2 separate regions of the Gossypium hirsutum genome follow, and region 2 is linked to region 1. The links are chromatin contacts, called in public Hi-C maps. All regions are on one chromosome and are shown on one strand. The core of a region is the stretch at or near the end of the contact, and the rest is flanking DNA. Distances in the headings are between cores, read along the strand shown. Region 1 has its middle 14 kb from the start of LOC107918377. Region 2 holds the start of LOC121215605 (oxysterol-binding protein-related protein 2A).

Region 1 (5,028 bases), core at 2,155-4,654:
TATTCCATCAAAATCCATCATTATAAACCACCATACATGGAAGAATATGATGTGACCGGTAAGGCATCACAATAATTTCATTATTCGCTACTCGGACATAATCCGATTTATCTTTAAAAAGTGATGTTTAACATGTTAAAAGTTACCAAAAATACTAATCTTTTCTAAAGAGAGAACTTGAGTTTAATTTGGGAAGGAGAGGGCCAGCATTAAAGCAAGTAGCCGCCTTGATTCCAAAACTGTTAAAATCATATTTTGAATTCTAAAACTTATTCTTTAATTCAACCTTTTTAAAGAAATTTTTAGCTTCGTCGTTGAAGAGAAGTCACAAAAATTAATCATAAATCATTAAAATAGACATAAAAGATACAAAAAAAAACATGTCAATTTTAACTTAAACACTAAAATCTATTTTAATTAATTCAAATTTCAACCACCCAAATTCGCTTAATCTAAATTTAAAATATTCAAATTCAAAACAACTCAATCAAATAATCTAAAATCACCCAAACCAAAGTACTTTTCAATTTATGTGAACCACCCAATCCAACATACACACATACTAAACCTGATCACCTAGAAATGATTGAGACACTGATGCTTGGTCCAAAAAGGCTTCAGGCTTTGTTTTCCACCAAAGATGGCTTTTTAAGGGATCAAACTCAGATCATTGAAAGCTCAGTTAAAAAAAAAAAAGGAAACTCAAAAAGCACACATATGCAAATGTCCCGCAACTCGACAAACGCCAATAACAACGATAACTTCAAAGGAAAGGAAAGCCAGTCTATCATATTCAACAGCAACCTCCAATCTCTAGTCAACCACACAACTTGAAACCGGCCATCATCAGTTCAATCCTAAATGCAGGCGTTGTAATAACATTGTCCATGAAATCGACCATCTTAATTTCCATGGTAGGACCCTTAAAAAGGAAGTGGGTTTGAGCTAGACTTGTCAATGCGTGTGTCAGGTTAGTTTTAGATCATGTTAATTTGGATCGGCTCATTTTCAATTATTTCAGTTCTTTTTTGTTCAAATTAGGTTTAGTGTTTTGTATTGGCATTTTTATGCTTGAGGTTTGAAGTTTTTTGAGTCCATCATCTTAAGTTTTTTGTCTAAATTATTTTAAAATTAAGTTATTTAGAGTTTAGATCATTTTAGGTTTAAAGTCTATGTCATTTTGGATTCTTTTTTATTTGAATCATTTCGAAATCAGATTATTTAGAGTCCAAATCATTTTAAATTTGTACCACTTTGATCATTTGTCTATTTTTTGTTGGAATCCATTCAAATCAGATAGGATAGATTTGATTATTGATATTTTATAATTAAATCGAGTTCAAATTAATCAAATTAAATTTCAAATTTAAATTTAAATTATCTTAATTTAATGCTTTGGGACTGTAAAGTGAAAATAGTTGTACATAGTAAAGCATATTAGAAAGAGCAATGTGATTGCGATTTCATTGAATAGTAAAAGCATATTAAGAACATGGAAACAATAATGATAAGAATCACTTTAAGACTTACCAATCCAATGTTTACGTTGAGCCTCAATCAAATCTTCTATCTACCCCACAAAGAGCTCTATAATCAAAAGAAGAGGCATTAGACCTGTTTCTATCAAGGCAAGTTATATAAATTCATCAATAGATACAAAATCAATGTTGCAACTAACAATTTTCATAGCCGAAGTCAGCATTAGTCCACTAAGTAGTATGATGTTACGATTAGTTCTCTAGTGACTGAGGCCTTTTTAGAATGAGTGGTAAGGAATTTGATAATTATATAATATAAAAGGTTTAAGTCTTGTGGATGGTAAAAATAATATTAGATGAGTTTTGTCTTTTATTTAAGAGTTTGACTTGATTCGACTTCAAATTTAATTAAGATCTAATATAATTATCAAATACAGAAATTTCACGCATAAAAAGATAAAAGAAAACAGTCGGCTAGACAACAAACAGTACACCACCCTATAAGATAAGCTTACTGACAAGCAAAAAGAAAATCTTAGGTGAATGATTGAGCTATAACCCACTTTAGAATTGGTTTTTTCTTTTCCGTCTCTAAGTTTAGCAACTTTTTAATATGGAAGCGTCAAAGAAGATTTGTTTAATGGATATAAAAGCCAGTGGGAAATCAATGAAGCATGAAGAAACAATAGTGAGCTTTGTACCATATGTGCAAACAAACCCTTTTCTTTGATTGACCAAATCATTAACTTTTTCACCTTTCCTTTGTTTGTCTTTGCTCTTTCCTTTTTGGCTAATCAATCATTAGAGAACAATTTATCTCCTTAAATTATGAACCTGTTAAACACTAGGAAGTGCCCTCCAAGCCTTAATATAATATAATATCTAATAGCATGGTCCCTAATAATAGCTGCATTGCCTTCGCAACTATGCCAAAGTCAAACATGTATACCTAAAAAGATCTTGGTTTTCAACCAAAAATCAATCCATGATTGGAATAAGAGGGTAATAACTTTGTGAACATTGTTTTGATACGATTAAAATTAGAATTAAGCCAGAATGAACATTTAAATTAGGGGTAATTTTTTTTGAGTCTATTTTTTCAATCTATAAGACTTGAATTTGAAACCTTATTTAAAAGGTTTCGAACTTTGTGCCACTCACCCCACCATCATTAGTGGAAATAGTTTCTTTTTGGCATTAGTATCCTCTATTTGGAATAAGTGTATTGCCATTAGAAAAAGTAAATCATAGCCCTAGGTAATCTCTACATAAAAAATGCATTGTGCAAATTAAAACAAGCTGGCTAATCATGCATTAAGAATAGGGAAAGATAAAGAACTAAGATTCAATTTTCATTTTCTTAGATAATAAGGGCACCAATCACGCCAACATTTTCTTGGCATCACTATCCAAAGATCATGATGCAATCTAGATGTATTAGATTCTTTTGAGCATATGAATAGTTATATGCTTTTACCCTCCAATCCAAGAAAAAGGCTTTGGAAAGAAGTATCACCTAATAATCACATTTCAACAAAAACTTTGACTTTCACCTAAAGCAATCTCCTAAAAATCTTTGAGGTCATTATTGAATGATCAAATGGTTTATTAAAAAAATTCCTAGTACTTTATTCATTTGTTTATAAGAATTGACAACATCATAGCAACGTGATTCTGCCTAGGCAGATAGACAATGCCATTGAAATTTAACAATATGTAGGCAGAAACTTAGAGCAATCTCCATCATTTTGTCACTCCTAAAACATAAAAACCTATGCTGAAGACATCTGATATCATGAGATCAATGGAAAGTTCATTCTTCGATACGAAGAATGGGCTTAATTGAACTTTTAGATAAAACCTTTACAATGTGCACTTATAGTTGACTATCTTCTACATTAGCATTGGCCCAAGAATAGCCCAATATATTAGTGATTCTTTTTGCAAGGCCCATGAGTAACTTTTACATGTCTATTTGCATAAATGAGCTGAAAGTTGAAAATAGAAATAAGAAAATTTAGGTATAAAGTAATATATAATTCTTGAATTTTGTAATTTTTCAATTTGGTCCCTGAATTTTTTTTGTCCGCATTAATATTGAAGCTTGATAAAAAAAATTTCAATCTGATTCTTGAATTCGGATTCTATTAAAGTATGATGATATGACACAATCAGAAAATTGAGAGGAAAAAAAAAGGAAACCTTTTGTATATGAAGCTTTGTATTTGAACGAGGACGAATACTTCTTTGTGTTTGGAATTTTTAAAAAAGAAAAGAACAAAAGAGAGAACTTTTTCTTTCAAGGAAAAAGACGAAACATTTTTTGTGTAGGGATGAAAAAGAATTTCCTCAAATTTGGGAAGAGAGAAGACAAGGCTCTACCTTTTTTTATGGGGTAACTGAACTTTTTAATTGAGGAATAAAAGTAGTTTCAACATAATATTGTAATAGGGAAGACAAAGCATGAGGTTAGAAGTTTGATTACTACTCGTAGGACTGAATTACATTTCATGATTATTCGTTTATTTTTTTGAAATACATTCATAGTGAAGAAAACAGTTACTATTACTGATGATGAATACCTTAATTTCGACTCAGAAGATAAAAGCGATGAATTGCTTAATCATATTAGAGATAAAAGTTTATACTAAAAGTGTAAAAGGCCCACATTTAACCAAAGTTGGCACTGGTTTATTGGTAAGAATGGTTTGTGTTCACTGCATGATTATTGGATTGAGTTCCTTTAGCCACTCTATTAACGAGCCTATAATTGCATGTGGACGAAACGTGCCAATAAACTTATTCCAAATTCTGTATTTTAAACTCACTACTTATTGATAGACTTATCTAAGGGCCAAATAATCTGTTCAATAGTCTTGGTTTAATTAAGGTTGAATTTGAATAATGATTTTTATATTTTAAAATCAGGTCAATCAATTCAATTTAAATAATAAAATATATTTTTAAAATTTAAATTTAATTATAAAAATATATAACTTAAAAATATAATTTTTATTATTTTATTATTTTTTAAATAGTAAAATAAACTTTTTTGGATCCAAAAATAAACTTGGGTATGAACCAACCCGACATGACCCATCACACTAAACAAACTCATTTGAAAAGGGGAGCTCATTGGTTGTGGACCAAACGGGCCAATAAACTCACTCCAATTTTTGTATCTTATACTAACTAGCCAACTCATTTGGGCAAAACAGATTTTGAAGAAATGGAGCAGCAAACAAGAAAAGAGAAAGATATTTAGGTTAAAGGATGATAAACCCTTCCCAACTCACCCTTAGTTTTTTTACAGAACATAGTTACAATAGTCTCAATCTTAATATTTTTGGGCTCTAGGTAAAACAATAAAATGAGGTTTTAGGTTACTTAGAAGTCGAAGAAAATTTTTTTAGGTCCCTTAAAAGTTAGTAAAAATAAAATTAGGCCCCTAAAAGCTAAAAAAAGAATTTTTGAGGCCTCTTAAAAGTTAGATAATTTTTTTTTTACTTTTAAAAGTTAAAAGAATTTTTTAATCTCTAAAAACTAAAAA
Region 2 (5,208 bases), core at 308-2,807, 42 kb before region 1:
GAAAGAGTGAGCATGATAAAACGTGGGAAGTGAGGGGGAAAACCAAAAAGATGAAATAATAAAGGAACGAAAAGGGAAGGATCACATTTCAAGTTTGTTGAATCGTTTTTGATAGCTTTGAAAACTTCAATCATCTATCGATAACCGATTAAACGATGATGTGACCACAGCTTAAATCCTAGACCTACACCATACCCTATCACAGCCCTCCAAGCCCACCTGCTGATGTGACCCACTCTACATAAACAACCAGTTAAAACTGTAAAAATATACATTAAAAATAATTATTCTACTTTTTTCACCAGTTAAACATGAAAATTGAAAATCACAAAACAACATAGAAAGAAAGAGAGAGAAAAAGAAGGTCCACGGCAAAATTGTTTTGAAGATCCTTTGAACAAATTATGCAGAACTTCATGCCGAACAATGCAAGCAACCTACGGTTCTTGCTCTTCACCTACGGTTCTTGCTCTTCAATTTACTTTTTCTTTTCTGGTTATTTAATTAGCTCAGTTTTCAATGCCTGCTATTTTAATATCTTCAGATGCAAAAACCCAAAATTAGTATAAAATGACATAATTGCTAGATGGTAACAGATCGGTTCAGTATCTTGAATCAAAATATATTAACTATGTTCCGAAAAACAAGTTATATTACCGCCAAAACGGATCACTTTGATCATCTATTTTCTATTGGCTCAATTCTATATTTGTTTTGGAATTTTTGAAAGTCGATTTTCTTTTTTTTTCTGATATATATACCTTTAAATGAACAATGCCAACGGTTTTCTGGTGTTTCCGTCTACCGCTACAACTATCCATCCTCGAAAGCCGATTGCTCGAGACATCACCGATCAATCTGACATCATCGGTCGGAGAGATGAGGTTAAGAGCTTCAGGCCGACGAACTTTCGAGTAAGATAACATTCCATTCCGAAGCAAAAACCACCTGGATCTCCATCCTTTCCCGTAATTAGTCCACTTATAAAGAATCCCAGCGACAGTCCCTTCGGATCCTCCCGCCGTCAACCTCGCAGTCGCATTAACTATTTCAGATCCGGAAAAACTCCCTGCCGGCATGCTCCTAGCTCGAGTCAACGAAACTTCCGGTGACTGGTCACCGTCGCCGGGACTCTCTAACGATATACAACATAACGGATGCATTTCCTTCACCCGCATTTTTGCTTTCCTCTCTCGATCTCGATCACAATCCACTTCTTTCCATCGAAAAAAAAACGAATCGATAGCTGCAACAACAAAAGAAAATATTATAACAACATATCAAAAATGGAGAGAAGTAAAAATTAAATTTTTCTATAAAGAAAATTGTAAGTGAAATTTGATTTAGGGTTTAAAGAAGATACATTTCTTTGGGTTGTAAAGGTGATTTCGAGGGAGTTTGAGGTTTTTAGATTTGTGAAGTGAGCTCTGAAACTGAGAGATTTGTAAATGAAAGAGAAGGTATGGATTACTAAAATGAGGAGCCTCTTTTTTTTATTTATTTAATTAAGCTTGAAACTATCGCATTTTTAATAATAATTTAGTTCCTTTTTTTATGTTTTTCTTTTTCTTTTTCTTGAGATTGGGGTATACTTGTAATTCAACCTAGTAAGATTTAATAACAAAATTGGATTACTCCATCCGAAATCGAGAATCAATCCAGGTATTGATCCGGAATAAAGGGTTGGGTTGGATGAACCCATCGGCCTAATCGATTAAAACAAACAAAAATATTTGTTGAGAGTTGGTTGAATTAATTCTCTTTTTTTTAATAATTTATTCAATTGAACCAAATAAAACTAGATAAACTAAGAATCAATGGTCTAATTGATTCGACTGTCGATCCAATTCTAAAAATATTGAATATTAGTAGGTTATTTAAAAAATAGTAATAAGAGTTTTTCTTTTTATTGATATAATTTTTTATACATTTGTAATTATATAACATAAGCGAATAGTGATTATATCCCACTCTAACACTTTAAAGATTTATAATAATAATAAAATAAGAGTTCAAACTCTGTTTTTGTATCCTACAAGATTAGAACTATTTTGTAGAACTAGGATCGAACAAGGTATGAATAAAAGGTTGGATCAATTGATTTATAATCTAATTGAATTGATAAATGAAACCAATTAAATTAGACTAAAAATAAGTTGAAACAACGATTTAACCAATTTTTTTCTATTTTTATAATTTATTCAATTGAAATTGAACAAAATCAGCCAAATTGAGAACAAGTGATCTAACCAGTTCGATTATCAATTTGATTCTGAAAACCCTTGAAAGTTAATAGGTTTTAGTAACAAGATTTTTTTTTAATTGATATAATCTACTCATAATTTTTTCAACCCATAAATTAAAAGAAAATATTCGACATGATTTAATTTAACTTATTTATTATTTTTACATTAAAAGTTTATGAAAGGGGGTTTAAAAACTTCGGTCTAATTATCATTTTAGCTACATTAATATGATATAATTTAATGTATTTTTATAATATTGCTTACTAGTAAATTTAATTAACTGTTTATTTAAAAGTATTTTTATATATATTTTTAAACTATGGAATCTCATTATTAGATTTTAACTCTAGTTACACACTTTAATAATAATAAAACAAAAGTCTATAAAAATAAAATAAAAAATTAAATATTATTTTTTAACAATAAATCTGTTCTTTTTTTTGAATTACAGTAACAGAATAAAACCCGAACAACCAACGCAACTAGCACGACTTGAACCCATGTCACACTTGGAGCAGTGAACACCATTGACCATTAGGTCATCACATATATGCTCTTTTTAATACAATACTCAGAACTACCCATAGTCCTCCCTCAACCTATAAACAGGAGGATAGTGAACTTCAATACACTCGAACTTACATCATTTTGCATTGACAATAATACTTATATTAATCGAATTAAAATTAAAAATTAAATTTTAACAGAGAGAGAATAAAACTAGAATTAGAGGTTTAAAAAGACAGTGAATTGAGGAGGTAATTACTGCGTCATCAAGAATTTTATCCGTAGTCTTTTATCCTTGTTTTCAACCTTTTGCGTTTTAACTTTTGTCAGCATTGGTATATTTATCCTCAAGTTTTGACTATAACAAAAACCAAAGAAAGCAATACGAGATAACACCTTTTCTTTGACTAAAACTGAAAACTATGTATTTGCGGATGAGTCCTTAGCTTGTTGGTGAAGGTAAATGTTCGAAGTTTTAAGTATTCGGTTTGAAGTTTATCGTGTGTAATTATATATATAAATTTTAAAATTTTATTATGTATTAATGTCATATGTGTATTTTAATCGAGTTAGTCAATTTTATATAGATATTTTTAACTTTTAGTCTGTTTGTGCTATAATAATTTAATTTTACTTATTCAAATATCTTTATACTCGACTGTGCTGTAATAATTCTATTTTACTGCTTTTGAGATCTATATTTGTATTTGTGTGTTGATTGTACTAAAAAAAACTATATACATATGCTTTGGTCAACATAGTTAAGCAAATACACCTTTTATTAACATTAATTTTTTAAATTAATTTTTAATACTAAACAACTTAAATTTTAACTTTCCAAACACAATTTCATGAAATTTATTAAAATTTTTATCTAGTAAAATATAGGTTTTTACTTTGTATATATATTATTTATAGGATAAATAAAACTTTTGATTAAATTAATCTCACAAGTTAATCGAGCACCTACTCAATTAAAAAATAATTGAAATCTTTCTTCATATTAGAGGTGATCATGGGCCAATTCAAGTCGGGTTTGGGCCTGGCCATAATAAAATTTCAAGCCCGTTTTATAGGTCCGGACCTAACCCAACTCAAAAAAATGGGTCTAAAATTTTGTCCAAGCTCAGTCCTAATAAAAAAGCTAAAACCCGAACCCAGCCTGCCCACATACAATAAAAATAGTAGCAAAAATAATAATAAAAACAAGAGTTATACAATATCCAAACAATAACAACAAAATAGTAGTAATATAATAGTGAAATAGCAGCAAAATTATGGAAAAATAGCAACAATTTTTTTTTTTGCAAATTCAAGCCGAGTTAGGTCGGACCTTGGCAAAAAAAAAAGCTTACTTGAGGCTTGGCCCATTTTTTAAATGGGCTTTTTTTTCCAAGCTCATTTTTGGGCTTATTTTTTGCCCAAACCCTTCCACTATTGGCCCGACCCATGATCAGGTCTACTTAATACAAAGTAAACTATATTATTTTGTGGATACTTTTGTCTTTTATATTTCTATATAAAATCAACAAAATTCATATATGATATTTGGATCTAGGAAATTACAATTTTTAAACCAACTTTACTATTTCAACCAAAGATTGATTTGGTTTTTAAATAAATCTCATATAAATTTATATTTTGTACATATATTTTTCACTCGCATCATAGATGTGTCATGATCTAGTATACATAATAATAGTAGATGAAGCCAATATGGGTTTGGCATTTTTAGTTAAACCTTTGGTTCTTGAATTCTCAAGCTCAAGTCTCACCATTCACAATTAAGATGTGTAGGTCTTCAGTCTTAACATTTGCATATGCCATGGATGAGTTTTGTCTGATTTTTTTCTAATTTTTGTTCGTTGTATTTTGTGTTGGTTTGATCATGTGCTGTAGTTGCTCAACTTATTTTTTACGTGTATAATACTTGTGAGTATATTGTATTTATAATAGTTGTTGGTAGTAGTTACAAGGGTTAGATGCAACTCAAGTTGCAACCTAACAAACATTTGACAGGCCATTGTAACTTATCTTGTTTGGTTGGCATATTATGACCAAAATTGTTAGAACTTTTAATTGAACATATTTGAGGATTTTTAACAGCACATTATTGAAGACAAAATGTGGATAAACACAATTCAAGTAAGGATATATTAAATATTTTTTAATTGATTTAGTTTCCTTATTGAAGAGATTTATTTTCCTTAAAAGACTACATTAAAAAGATCTTGGCAACTTCATTTCATATTTAAGACTTATTCGAAGGTTATTTTGAGGAGATAGAGATCCAAATTGATTGTAGTTTTGCAAGCCATTAAACACCTATTTAACATAAGGCTAGTTATAGTTTATGATATAGTGTATGTTTGTTGTAAGTAAATTGTTCTTGTTGTTCAGTTTACAACTAAACTTTCAAGGGAAAAGACTTTGTGAGGAAAGTGATCTAGATTGA

Evidence for each region. Hi-C and Micro-C count contacts between places; a contact is called where the count stands out from the background.
Region 2: a contact with region 1 is called in a Hi-C map of leaf, with 5 times the contacts expected there. The contact joins the promoter of LOC121215605 here to the enhancer-like site in region 1. A contact is called at or near these places in 20 of 34 Hi-C or Micro-C datasets (anther, callus, cotyledon and 6 more).

What each region holds. Positions count from the first base shown.
Region 1 is chrD03:52,872,712-52,877,739 of Gossypium_hirsutum_v2.1, reverse strand. No RefSeq gene overlaps it. Among protein-coding and RNA genes, the nearest start is that of LOC107918377, 14 kb to the right of the region's middle. Within about 2 kb of position 3,404, at least 2 of the 9 cell types and tissues checked have an H3K27ac peak or open chromatin away from gene starts, as enhancers often do. A contact at or near this core is called in leaf, where this site is marked.
Region 2 is chrD03:52,912,241-52,917,448 of Gossypium_hirsutum_v2.1, reverse strand. LOC121215605 (oxysterol-binding protein-related protein 2A) reads right to left here and starts at 1,557. Exons shown (of 12, transcript XM_041090536.1): 1 at 1,364-1,557; 2 at 762-1,246. The coding sequence starts at 1,178.